2 separate regions of the Oryza sativa genome follow, and region 1 is linked to region 2. Evidence: chromatin contacts called from public ChIA-PET data. All regions are on one chromosome and are shown on one strand. Each heading gives the region's core, a stretch centred on a gene start, on an enhancer-like site or on the middle of the called end of the contact. The rest is flanking DNA. Distances are from core to core; before and after follow the strand shown. Region 1 holds the start of LOC107277638 (RPM1-interacting protein 4). Region 2 holds the start of LOC4341599.

What was found. ChIA-PET counts read pairs in DNA pulled down with a chosen protein or histone mark.
Region 1: an H3K9ac ChIA-PET map of seedling shows a contact between it and region 2, with 4 times the contacts expected there. The contact joins the promoter of LOC107277638 here to the promoter of LOC4341599 in region 2. A contact is called at or near these places in 2 of 4 datasets of contacts at active chromatin or transcription factors (leaf and seedling).

What each region holds. Positions count from the first base shown.
Region 1 is chr6:26,694,060-26,701,042 of ASM3414082v1, reverse strand. It overlaps LOC107277638 (RPM1-interacting protein 4), which reads right to left and starts at 4,908. Exons shown (of 3, transcript XM_015787161.3): 1 at 4,495-4,908; 2 at 1,797-2,582; 3 at 643-879. The coding sequence starts at 4,500. The coding sequence ends at 844.
Region 2 is chr6:26,609,494-26,616,066 of ASM3414082v1, reverse strand. LOC4341599 reads left to right here and starts at 2,568. Exons shown (of 3, transcript XM_015785676.3): 1 at 2,568-3,628; 2 at 3,971-4,274; 3 at 4,854-5,452. The coding sequence starts at 2,711. The coding sequence ends at 4,990. It overlaps LOC136356938 (a long non-coding RNA gene), which reads right to left. Exons shown (of 2, transcript XR_010741986.1): 1 at 6,391-6,573; 2 at 5,690-6,173.

The DNA of each region.
Region 1 (6,983 bases), core at 3,659-6,158, 83 kb before region 2:
TGAGTATGACAAGTGGTTCATAGTTGTTTTTTTTTTCTAGTCACTTACATACGGGCCCACTTCTACTTTGTGATTGGGTTGCCATGTTTAGCAATAGGGTTGACCAAGTTAATAAGCTATATCAGTGAAAATTGCTCTCAAAACCGCTGAGGGAGTAAAATTACACCGGTCTCAATAGTTAGAAGGCCAATATATCTTATATTACGGTTAAGGGATACGAATTAGATTGGAGTAGTATTTAGGGACTCAAAGAGAACTTATTCCTTGCGAGGGATATATAGCCCAGCAAGGGTGGTACGCAGGCTGCTGCTGCGTTGGTGACCATGGACTGGGTGACTTCTATCTCTTTCTTCACCAAAAGGAGAAGAGACACAAGTGAAAACTAAAGAAGCACACATGATAGATCAATAATGTACTCACTTATACATCCCATGTAACATATATATGTGCATGCAGTTGCTAGATAATAACAATTATATATATATATATATATATATATATATATATATATATATATATATATATATATATATATATATATATATATATATATATATATATATATATATATATATATATATATATATATATATATATATATATATATATATATATATATATATATATATATATATATATATATATATATAGCTCCCACTCAACCTTTTGTAATTTTCTCAAGTCAAAAACCAATCCAGTGAAAGAACATAGAAGAAAGACCAACATCCCAAGACCACCACACAGAAAAAGAAAGGGGAGATAATGATCAAGACCTAGCTAGGTCAAGGTCACATACGTTGATACATGTACAGGATCGGATCAGAGAAACATCGCCGTTCGTCCTCATTCTCTTGTGGTTGGTTGGAAGCACCCGAACATCTGCATGTTTCAGCACAGCACAAGCATAATTTTCAGCACAGAAAGCCATAGAACACTCGGGAAGATTAGTCATGCCTAGCTAATACTCTCTTCATTCCAAAATATAGCAATTATAGCAGAATTGAACATATCTTAATATTATGAGACTAGACAGTCATGGTTTGAAATTTCGGCCCCCACCGACAAGGTCAAAATCTCCCCGAAATTTTTGGCTTTTGCCAAACATTTTTAAATTTGGTAAAAATATGTTAAAAAATAAAAAAAATCGTCCAAAAAATTCCGAAAATTCAGTTCTTTCGGTCACCAGCGGCAAAAACACAAGTTTCGAAATTGCAAACCCTGATTACAATATATTCAAGAGTAAAATGCACCAGCGGTTCTTAAACTTGTCAGGAGGTTTCACTTAGGTCCACGAACTTACAAAGCGCACATCGAGGTCTCTAAACTTGGTTTATTATATCATCCTGGTCTAAAGCCGCGTTTGACCGTGGTCTTGTCTACGTGGCATGCCACGTGGACGATGACATGGATTTTTTGAAATTTTTTCTCCCTCCCTCCTTTTTTTTTCTTTTATGAAAAGACGATGACATGGACGACGTGTACAAGGCATTTTCGTCTTTTCGACAAGGAAGAAAGAGAAAAAAAGAATTAAGAAGGGAGAAAAAAATAAAAAAATTCCATGTCATCATCCACGTGGCGTGCAAGATCACGGTTAAACGCGGCTTTGGACCGGGATGATACAATAAACCAAGTTTAGGGATCTCGATGTGCGCTTTACAAGTTCGTGGACCTAAGTGAAACCTCCTGACAAGTTTAAGGACCGCCGGTGCATTTTACTCTATATTCAATCTGATCCTTATTGCTATATTTTAGGACGGAGAAAGGCAGTGACCTGCTGCAATGCAAACAACGTGTACCTTGGACATGAGGGAGTGATCCCGAGAGTGCCTCATGTTGGCGGCGCTTATCTCCTGCGGCGGCGAGCGCGGGACGACGCCGGCCGCGCCGGCGCCCCGGGCCGCGGCTCGGCTCCGCTTCACGTTGTCGAACATCACCGTGAACCCCTGCGCCGCCGCCTCGCCGTTCTGCTCGTCCCACACCCCGAACTTGGGCACCGCCGATGCCCTCTGGCGGCCGTATATGTTGTGCTGCGGCGAGGCGGACGCGGACCGCGCCTTGGGCGCCACCTGCTGGTGGTGGCGGCCGTGGTGGTGCCGCCTCGACGCCGCGTGCATCTGCGGCGACGGCGACGGCGCGCGGCGCCCACCGCCGCCGCAGTTGTACCCGGCATGGGGTGGGTGGTGTCCGTGGCCATGGCGGTGGTCGGAGCTGTGGTGATCGTATTGGGAGGGGCTTGGGCTTGGGCGGAACTGCGGCGGCGGCGCGAACTTGCTCTGGAAGTCGCCCGGGTCCGACGCCACGCTGCCGGAGCGCCGGTGGTGCTGGTGGGAGCCCGGCGGCTGCTGATGATGCCTCTGCGATTCGCGGTGGCCGCTCGACGTCGCCGGCCTGGAGGACGGCGCGGCGGCGAGGTTGTCGGCGGCGCGGATCACGCCGGGGTTTTCGGCGGGGTCGTTATGGTTGTACGGATGGCGGAGCGGCGGCGCGGTGGCGCCCTTGTTCTCGCGGATCTTGTCGAAGTAGAGCGTGTACCCGACATTGTCGGCCTCCCAGGTGCCGAACTTGGGCACGCTGGGCCGTTTCTGCAAGTGCACAAAATCACACACTCATCAGACCATGTCCTCGTGGGCATTTAAAAAACGTGACAAAATCATATACAAGAATTATTTTTAGATAATGGGAATAATTAATGTTTTACACTCTCGGCTTCAGTCATAATACACACAAACATAAATTTGTTAAAAAAAAGTGATGAGATAAATTCCTAACTCTCTCTTGTTATTAGCAAGAACTTATTTAGAAAATAATTTTCTGGTTGATGTGATGGTATATGATGTGATCTATTGTGGTCACTGAGATGGTGGGAGCACCCTTTGTTTCTCACTTTTTCTGTCTTATTTTTGGGTGATTTCTCACAGTGTTATGATATATAATAAGGCAAAGAACTTATTATTTTATACATTAATCAATACAGTTTTGAAAATATTAATACAAAAATAACCACAAATTTCTACTGTAACATAGAGTATTTGTTAAGATCCTACAAAATTGCACACAGTACTACCTAAAACTGATTTACAAGAGAAATCTACATAAATTATTTTGTGTATGCAATCTAATTATTTAAAATACTTTGATGTATAAGGTCTTGAAAGTGTGACTTGATTTGTGTCTATATAAAATGACATGTAGTTACCTGTAGGTTACTTTCTCCATTACAGTACGTGCTAGCAAATGTCACCAAAAATTAGCTTAATTACATGGTCAATGGCACATCCATTTTCTAAATAAAGGTAAGTCAATAGCAGATAATACATAACTTAGACATAAATGTTTAACTCCCATGTCAGGAACCTAAGATATACACGACCAAACAATTAAGTTCAGGGGGATATGATGCAGTTTACTCTTTAAAAAATCAACTGGATTTGTAAACAAATGCAAAATTAAATTATTAGCACTGTATTAGTCATAATCTAGCTGTTTTGAGATTGACAAAAAAAAAATCATCACAGTCAAATGGGGCCAAACAGCAAAGTGGCATTCATAAAGAAAAATGGAAAAGCAAAATCAAAGTGGGTACGTGTCATGCATTTCATGTTTTTTTTAAAGAATTGTCCCATGTTTATTTTTCTAATCTCAGTGAACCAAGAGCTGAAGATCATCAGATATGGATACTGTATTTCTGGTCAACTTTGTATCTGCTATACTATTGGATTGCTATATGGCTCCTGTCAGAGTCGTGCGAACCGCCTCCTGTATTTGAAAGCTACGTGCTTCCAAGTAGCTATAAATTAAACAAAACCGCGTTTCTTTTGCCTTTCTAATCATACTGTATTCTGGATGTGTGGTTTGAATGGGTAAACAAGATTAAGAAAACAGCAATATAATTAACTTCCAACCAAGATGATCGCTCGGACAGTACTTATATAAAAAGGATATATAATCTTATTGCGGCGCGTCAAGATATTCAATGACGTACTCGTTCTCATCAATTAATTAATGTATTAATGTGTGCACAGATCTTCAAATTGAAGCAAATTGATCTATATGAACGCGTCTCCTAGATCATCTTCTTAATCGTGCATGTCAACAACAAGAAGCTTGGAGCGACAGGAACCTTTCTCTACCATTTCTTCTTGCTCTAATTCCGCTAGAGATCAATTCATTTCAGCGAGATGGTTTAATTTCCGGCATGCATATGTGCTAACTCGTCCTCTCCGATTCATGATCCTATTTGTTGCCAACGTAATTAAGCCTAGAAATGATCTTTATGAAGGTAAGTAATTAATTAGCAACATGATCAACGGCATGCTTGGTCGTCAGAGAAAACAGGTGAAACAACAGTTTATGCATGCAAGGAATAACAAAGCAGAAAGAACATTGATTAATTAAGCAAAGCAAGAAGCCAGCAAGAACACAATTTTGATATGCAAGAATTAAATTAGTTGAAGCAGGGCAATTAATTAAGCAACGAAGAATTGAAGCACTCACGGCCATATATACGCCTGAAGAGGGTTCGACCGGAAGACGGCGGCGACGACGACGACGACGAATCGATCGACGGCGGCGATCGACGACGACGGCGAGCTCTAGCTACTTCTCTCCCCTTCCCCTTGAGAGAGGAGAGAGAGAAAGCAGACAAGCAGGCCAACCTCAAACACGTACCGCCCCCAAAAAACGCCTCTCTATATATGCAATATGCTTGTGTTTATCAGGAGCTTAAATTATCCAGCCTCTCCTAATAAAAGCAAATTAATCGAGCAAAATCAAGCTGCGAAATGGTGGCACCCTAGTACGTTGAGAAGATGGCGACAATAACTAAGATCGAGCAGCAAAGAAAGCTAGCTAGCAAACGGCTGGCTTTGGCTGAATATATATAGGAAAAAGGGAGAAGGAAACAGCAGAAAAACTTCCTACCTACTACCAACCGTGTCCATCTTGCAGATATGTATGTAGTCGTCGTCTCTTTCGTTGTTTGACATTGCCTACACTGACATCGTCTTCAGATAATCGTACCGGCCCCATTGTTTCGTTTATCGGGGGAATAAGCTAAATAACATATATATTTGCAAACAAAAATTAATTTGTGAAAAAAATATATACATGTTCTTAACGATTTAAAAGTAGAGACTGAAAAATAAACTTCGATGAAAAAAAAAATCCTAAAATTAACTTTAAATTTATAGTTGAAAATTTAAATTTCGGCTGATAATTAAGTATAAGTATAAGCATAAGCGAAAATATGAGGCGTAGTCGTCTTTGCCCGTACGTGCGGATGTATGCGTGTGTGGTGATCTATTTTTAATTGGTCAATTTGAACATGCACACGGCATGCATGGCTGGTGTGCTAAAGCTGCAAGTTTCTTATTTAATTTAATTTGTTGCTACTGATTTGCCTTTGTCTCAGTTAATTGAAACTCTGATTTACCAGCTGGTGAATATATATATTTTCAGATGCTCGTATACTACCAGTCTACCACAGAAAGGACATATTCATATACTAGCTACTAGATAGTATTAGTACCTTAATTTGGTTGTGAATTCTGATGCCATACACAACGACACGACCAGTATTTCCTGTCACCTTATGTATGACCATCCAAAGGCTATATATATCTCTACTTATTATTTTTCAGACCAAGTTCATCAATAAGAAAATCTACATTTCAGTTGGACCTACTGCAACTTCTCTGAAAGAGATTAAGACAACTTCTTTTAGCTATATATTATTTTGTAACATAAAACTCGGATGCTTCTCTTAATGTGTTTTGAGTCCAGCTAGCTAGCTATAGCTAGGACGCACGCATGCAACAAATCAAGTTGCCACAAAGACCGCGTTTTTTCTTCTCATAGAACCACAAAATCAATAATACCATTAAAAGAACAACAAAATCTATAATAAGAGTACTCTACACACCGCTTTTTTCCCCCTTAATTAAGTATGTATCTCAGAGACGTTTAATCAAATACTACCTCCTTGCACAAATGTATGGGACGTTGGTTAGTTCAATTTTGAGCTAACCAATTCAAACAAAAAAAAAATGGAGGGAGTATTAAAGAAGTGCGCAATATATTAGTTCTTGATTCTCACAGCAAGTAATCATGCATGTATGCATAATGAAATAGCATTATACCAGGATTAGTTATACTATACGCCTTCACATGTTTGAAATTAAAACATTCAATTTCAATTTATTTTCTTCTTACATTCTTATCTAGGTATCCATAATATGTTTTTCCTCTCCAAGATCATCTTAATTATATATAGCAGATTAATTAGCAGTATACTGTTTTGACTTCTTATCTTGTATATAATATATAAATATATACTGAACATTTTCCAAAACTATACATAATATATATATACCGATGTTCTATAACCTCAATAATCCACTGCATCTGCTAGCACTATTTGATTATATATGCACGGGAATCATATGGTCAATTTATATATATGAACAAACCATGTTCAAGGAATGCCTCACCGTTAGTACAATTTATTCTATATATCCTGTAAATATAATCTTTCATAGATTTTAACTAAAACTGCAGTTGAAAGCAGTGTTATTCTAGTACGAACAGATCATATCACACCTTAGAAACATGTGTGGGCAGCCAATCCAATAGTTTGAAATATCTTGATGAACTAATGAGAGTATCCAAGAAACAACTTCAACATTGAATTCCATTAATTTAACTATGTTTATTAATATTATCATAAGATAAATTTCATGAAAACAAAAACACCATGCTTCTTCCATAATGTAGGAATTATAACTGAGAGTATACTGGTACTACAAGAGAACTAATCAATTTATCATCAAACCCTCTCATATTGTGTGTGACCATGTGTGCTTTGAAATCATAGGAAAAATGCCTTTCCTGATCAGATTACTAGTAGGTTATCCAGATATTATTCACTACTAGAACCTAATAATAAAAAAAATAAGATTATGCCGAAACATTTTTTTATTTCATAA
Region 2 (6,573 bases), core at 1,319-3,818:
AATCCCCCTCGGATCTTGACAGATTCCTGAACAATACCGAAAACGAAAGGAACTGCATAATTGCTCCAAGTTATCACCCCCCCCCCCCTCCTGTGAAATCGTGATCACGACATGCATATATACAACCTATAGCTATCGTATTTTGTGACATAAATTATGAAACAAACCGAAGAGAAAAATGCAGAGAAAACGAAGAACACAAGAAAATGTAAACGTCATATGTGTTGGCTGTTCTGCAGAGTTGCAGGCATATGCTGCTGTTGTTGGCGAGACGCCGACGAGAACTTAACGCGGCCGCTGTCGCGGTAGGTCCGGCGATCGATCAGCTGGATTTTCTTTTTTTTTTCTTTGTTGCAGTTGCCCTCCGCCCTCTCCGGGATGCCGTTGATCAGGTGACGCTTGTCGATTACCGCTTGTGTTGGGCACAATAATTTCTCTGGGTGAGAGCGAGTTCTCGTGCTTGATTTGGCCATAAGTTTCCCCCTCTTTCTGAGATTGTTGTTTTTTCCCCTCTTTTGTGATGCATTGTAAATTTTACCTTTTTCAGATTTTTATTACTTTCTTTTTTTCACTTACATGCCTATTTTTTCTCGATTACATGAAAAACACGCATGTAAACAGTATATGCGTGCACTCCACTTCTAGCACGCATACACTTTTCATGAACATATTTCTAATCTGTTAGGTAATGAAATAAACATTTTGGCCTTTGCTTAATGAGCTGTAGCCAATTATTATAAAATCCACACATAGAAACACTCAGCACGTACTGACATAACATAAAGTAAACACAAACTAAAAAACACCAACACAAGATAAAAAAAACCATAATTACTTAATTCTATTTGTAAATCTCCATCCGAAGTTAGAAAAAGATGCATAATCATTGATTTTAAATTTATGATATGCATCATTTATTAGCTTATTGTCGTCATTATGCCTTTGTAAGAACATATTTCTAATTAGGCCACGGAGTAATCTCTGGCCTCGTCTATTAAACCTATGTTATAATATTTTCTAGTAAAATAATGTTAAAAACATGCACTGCCCCAGCACCAAAACACGCGTGATAATGCTATATTAGGGGATCCTCCTAAGCTACGTTCCAAACTACGGCTTAACTAGGTACTAGTATTGGTAGTATAAAAACCTTCACCCTCTGGTCACGTAAGCTTCCATTCATCGGCGGAAACAGGGTAATGGAAAAACCAATTGCGGCTCTACAAGGTAACGTACGTCAAATAAAATCAAAGCCTGTCATTTTCGCGCCATCCTAAAATTTACTGATAAGAAATTGCAATTTGTGTCCTCTCCCTGCTGGTGAAGTAGTAAGCATCCGAATCTTGATTTTTTTTATTTTTTTATTTTTTGTACTTTTAAAATTTTAAATTCTAAAAGTAAACTTTTTCCGAAACTTATTTTCCATTTGAACTTTTTAGGAATGTTAGTCATACTATAGTGACGAAACAACACTATCACGTTGATCTACATGACGTGACAACGTTATTTTGTCATGCTGGTCTGACTAGCGTGATGGTGTATTTGGCCACACCATCCTGATTGGCGTGACTAAGGCCCTATTTGTTTTAGCTTAGAATTATTATAATCTGGATTATTAGCAATAATTTGGAACAAATAGGTAGATTATTATAATTTATAAACTAGGTTAGTATAATCTGGTAATCTCCTCTAAACGTACTTTTTTTCATATTATTGGGTGGTTAAAGACCCACTACCCTTAAAAACATTATAGAAATTATCCATTGCCATTGAACCTAACAGCCTGAGCACATCTGCTTCCTCTCTCCTCCAGCTGCGCGCCGCATCCGCTTCCTCTCTCCCCAGTCGAGCGCAAATCCTTCCCCAAACCCTTAACCCTACGTGCGAATCATTCCCCAAGCCCCCACCCTACGCCCCAGCTCATTTCCCAAGCCGTGTCGCCGCCGCCTTCTCATCCTCCTCCCCTAAGCCCCCACCCTACGCCCCAGCTCCTTTCCCAAGCCTTGTCGCCATCACCTTCTCATCCTCCTCCCACTCGCCGTCTCATCCTTCTCCCACTTTGCAATAGCTAAGGGCATCCAAAATAACTTGGGACATTATAGGCATTAGCCTTTCAAACCTAATAATTCATGCTTCCAATAATCATATAAACAGATAACTTATAAGTTATTCTACTATAGCTTATTACGGAGTATAATCTAGCTTATTGTAATATGCCTTTACCTCAATAATCTGGATTAATCAATCTTAAGTTAAAGCAAACAGGACCTAAAAGATCAAGGTTTTTAAAAAATAAGTTTTACAAAGGTTTATTTTTAAAATATAAAATTTAAAAAGTTCAAAAAAATTATAAAAGTTCCCGAATCTTTCGCTCGCCTCCCTTGCCGGCTCGCCTTGCCGCCCTGCGCCTCCCCCACCACACACCTGCACGCCACGCCACCAGGCCCACCACCACCAGATACCCAGATCCCAGGCACACGCAATCCCATTCCCATCACTCCACCCCCGATTCCCATTCCCATTCCCACCTCTTTATATAACCAAAAGCCCAAGCGGCCAATCCCCTCGTCTTTCTCTCTCCTCCACCTGGACGCCATTGGACTCCACCACCACCCAAGGGAGGCAGAGCGCGCGCGCGGCGCGACGCGGCGCGGCGCGGCGAGGGCGAGAGCGAGATCAAGCTAGTTCAGTGGTTCGGCCGACCGATTCGATGGGGAGGCGGTCGAGCGCGTCGTCTGCGGCGGCGGGGGAGCCGCTGCTGCCGGCGGCGGCGTCGGCGAAGGGGGGTGGGGGAGGGGGAGGTCGGGCGTCGATGCTGCAGCGGTGCGTGTCGCGGGCGGACGACGAGCTGCAGTGGTTCCGGTCGTGCCTCCGGTGGGTGTGCATGGACCACTCGGGCCCCTGGGGCGCCGCGCTGTCGTGGCTGCTCTTCCTCCTCCTCGCCGTCGCCGTCCCCGCCGCGGCGCACTTCCTCCTCGCGTTCCGGGCGTCCCGCAGGCCGTTCTCCGCCGTCGTGCAGGTCTCGCTATCGGCGGCGTCCGCGGCGGGGTTCCTCTGCCTCTCCTCCTCCTTCCGCCGCATCGGCCTCCGCCGCCTCCTCTACCTCGACAAGCTCCGCACCAAGAGCGACCGCGTCAGGCTCAACTACACCGCGCGCCTCTCCTTCTCCTTCCGCCTCCTCGCCTCCCTCGTCGCGCCGTGCTTCGCCGCGGAGGCCGCCTACAAGGTGTGGTGGTACGCCACCTCCGGCGACCGCGTCCCCTTCTTCGGCAACGACGTGCTCAGCAACGCGGTCGCCTGCTCCGTCGAGATGGCGGCGTGGATGTACCGCAGCGCCATCTACCTCCTCACCTGCGTCCTCTTCCGCCTCATCTGCCACCTTCAGGGGCTCCGCCTCGAGGACTTCGCCGGGACGCTGCTCGTCGAGGTGGAGGAAGGGAGGGCCGGCGTCGAGCGCGTGCTCCGGGAGCACCTCGACATCCGCAAGCAGCTCAAGGTCATCAGCCACCGCTTCCGCAAGTTCATCGTCGCCTCCCTCCTCATCGCCACCGCCAGCCAGTTCGCCTCCCTCCTCCTCACCACCCGCCACGACTCCGTCGACGATCTCCTCAACACCAGCGAGCTCGCGGTGAGTCCCCGATCACGGCCAAATTCTTTGATCAGCAACACTCGATTTGGTTCCCAAAGTTCGATTCCATCCCATGTATAGCAATCAATCATCCCCAATCATGGACGAAACGAAACTTCCAGACAATCTTGTCTTAATTTACACGGAACCAACATTTCTTGATGCTTAAATTAAGCACAAATTGACCTGTAAAGTTACAACTATTAAACAATTTGGGTGGACACCTTGCTAATTCAGTGCTACTACTTGTACTAACTCCGAAATGGAAAATCTCCCTGCATTCTGCGAATTAAATCCTTGCTCCTAAAAAGTAACAACGTTTTCTGGTTCGATTTTGTGCAGCTGTGTTCAGTGGTGCTCATGTCAGGGCTGATCATAATCCTGAGCAGCGCGGCGAAGATCACGCACCAGGCGCAGGCGCTGACCGGGCAGACGACGAAATGGCACGCCTGCTGTACCATCGAGCCGGTGCCGGACGAGGAGGCGGAGCCCGGGTCGAACCACAGCTCGATGCTCGAGGTGGAGCCCGTCAGCGACAGCGACGGCGAGTCCAGCGAGGAGACCGGCGACGAGGACCTGCTCGAGAACACCAAGATCATGCTGCCCCAAGCACACGTCATCTCCTTCCAGAAAAGACAGGCTCTAGGTAAATACCGTTACAGCAGTAACAATTTCATGATCCATCCAGTTACTTCGATAATAATCGTTGATATGATAGCTAAGGTGGTGTTCGAACATGAGAAATGCATATAAAACGAGAAAACCATTAGCACATAATTAATTGAATTTTCATTATTATGAACATAAAAATAAATTTATTTGTTGTATTTTGGAGTAACTCCTATAGAGAAAGTTTTCATATGAAACATATTGTTTAGCAGTTTGAAAAACATGATAATGGAAACCAAGGTAAAATTTACATTTTAATTAGAAAAGAATTGGACCTAAGTGAATTGGGAAATTATTTTCATCCCTCGAGGGGATATCTCATCGTTGTTTGCATGTCACTCAAATGGTTATGAAAAAATTTAAAAAAGATTGAGGAGACGTGTTAACATATGATATATCACTCTACAAACATGTAAGTTCAAATTCAACTTCTACATCTCACAACGTAAAAAGTGAATTGTACATTGTTGCATCAGCCTAAACTTTTTTGGATGAATTTATCGGTGTATGCAACTTGACAATAATGAAATAAAATGTTCACTCATGTTTGGTGCAGTGACCTATCTGGAGAACAACAGAGCGGGGATCACGGTGTTCGGGTTCACGCTGGACAGGTCCTACCTGCACACGATATTCATGCTCGAGTGGACGCTCTTCCTGTGGCTGCTGGGCAAGACGATCGGTTTCTCGTGAAAGCGAGGTAAAAAAAAAAGTTTTCCTGCATACAACAAGTTCAGGTTGTTCTGGAACACATGTATGTTTGGTTGGTTGGTGGGTTGCAATTTTGCGGATGCGTGGCTGTGCAGTTGGATCCTCGTGAGTGGAGTCATTTTTGGGTGCTCACGATAGTAGCGTGCGCATGTATGTGTATACGCATGTATGTGTATACGTACGTATGTATTGATGTTTGTATAAAAACTGGTGTTAGCGGTGTACAGATTTTGAGTCCATTGCTTCGTTCGCGCTAACACCACCTTAGTAAATGAGCGATATATGTAGAGCGTTAGGACTTGTATGTACTTTTGCTGCTTTAGTTTGCGGTTGTGCACGCGTGCGGCTTCCTGTTGCTAACGTGCAGGCTTTATCATCCGGTTTTGTAATTTGTATAGCCGATGAAAGTTGCAGAGCAAATTTTATTTACAGTTCAGTTTCAAATTTCCCATGTTTTGGAGAAGAATTTATCGTTCTGTATTTCTTTTTCTTTTTGTTAAATTGAGATGCGTCATACATGAATGTAGCAGATTTTTTTTTATGAAAGGAAATGTACCTTTTTATTTTATTGTGATGTGAGTGAACTCAGATTAAACCCACTTAAGGCCTTGTTTGGACGGACCAGTTTAAGGAAAAAGTAAATCGAAGGTCCCTGAACTTGTCATCGAGTTAAAAAACATCCTCAAACTGTAAAACCAGATATCTGACGTTCCTTAACTAATCAAAACCGGTTACAATAGATCCCTAAGCGGTTTTGATACAGGTTTTGTCCTGTGTGGCGGTTGAATCAGCGTGGAGCCCACGTGGACCCCACATGTCAGCATGCCACGTCAGCCTCTTCTCTATTTCCTCTCTTCTCTCACTTCCTCCTCTCTCTCTCTCACTCCTCTGTGGGGCTCTGGACGGCCGGCGGTGGGGAGGAGGTCGCCGGGGCATGGAGGTCCGACGGCCGGCCGGCGATGAGGGGGCGGCGACCCAGAAGGGAAGGGCGGCGGGCGGCGGGAGCACGGAGGAGCAACACCAGCGTCTTGTGCCGCGTCCACAACGGCGTGCCAGCGCCGGCGGCCGGCGAGGTCGCGTTGGCGGTGCCGGACATTGCTGCTGCTGCTGCTGCCTCCCGGAACTCGATCGAGACACATCAAGGGATCCACCAGCTGGGATTTATCTACAGCCATCGCAGCCATTAAATCGGGAATCAAAGCTTGCAAATTTGGCATCCAGCAGAAACAGGCAAGAAATTAATTTCGTGCTACAAATGCCATCTCGTCATACTCATCTCTTCTTATCTCATCCAACTAAGAGGCCATAGAAAATCAGTGTCATTCTACTGGCAAATCACAATTAGGCAAAAAAAATGCAAGAAGTTAATCTAGTACAGCTACCGCAGCTCGCAGAAGGGCACCGGCGAGGAGCTCGCCGGAGCGCCACTGCCGCCGCTTTGCCTCAGGGCCCTTATCAAGGGCTTGGTCGCCGACCACGGCGAGGCCGCGCCGGCCGTGTACGCACACACGGCCAAGCTCGGCCTCGACCACCGCCTCGCCGTCCGCGATGGGCTCGTCGAGCTC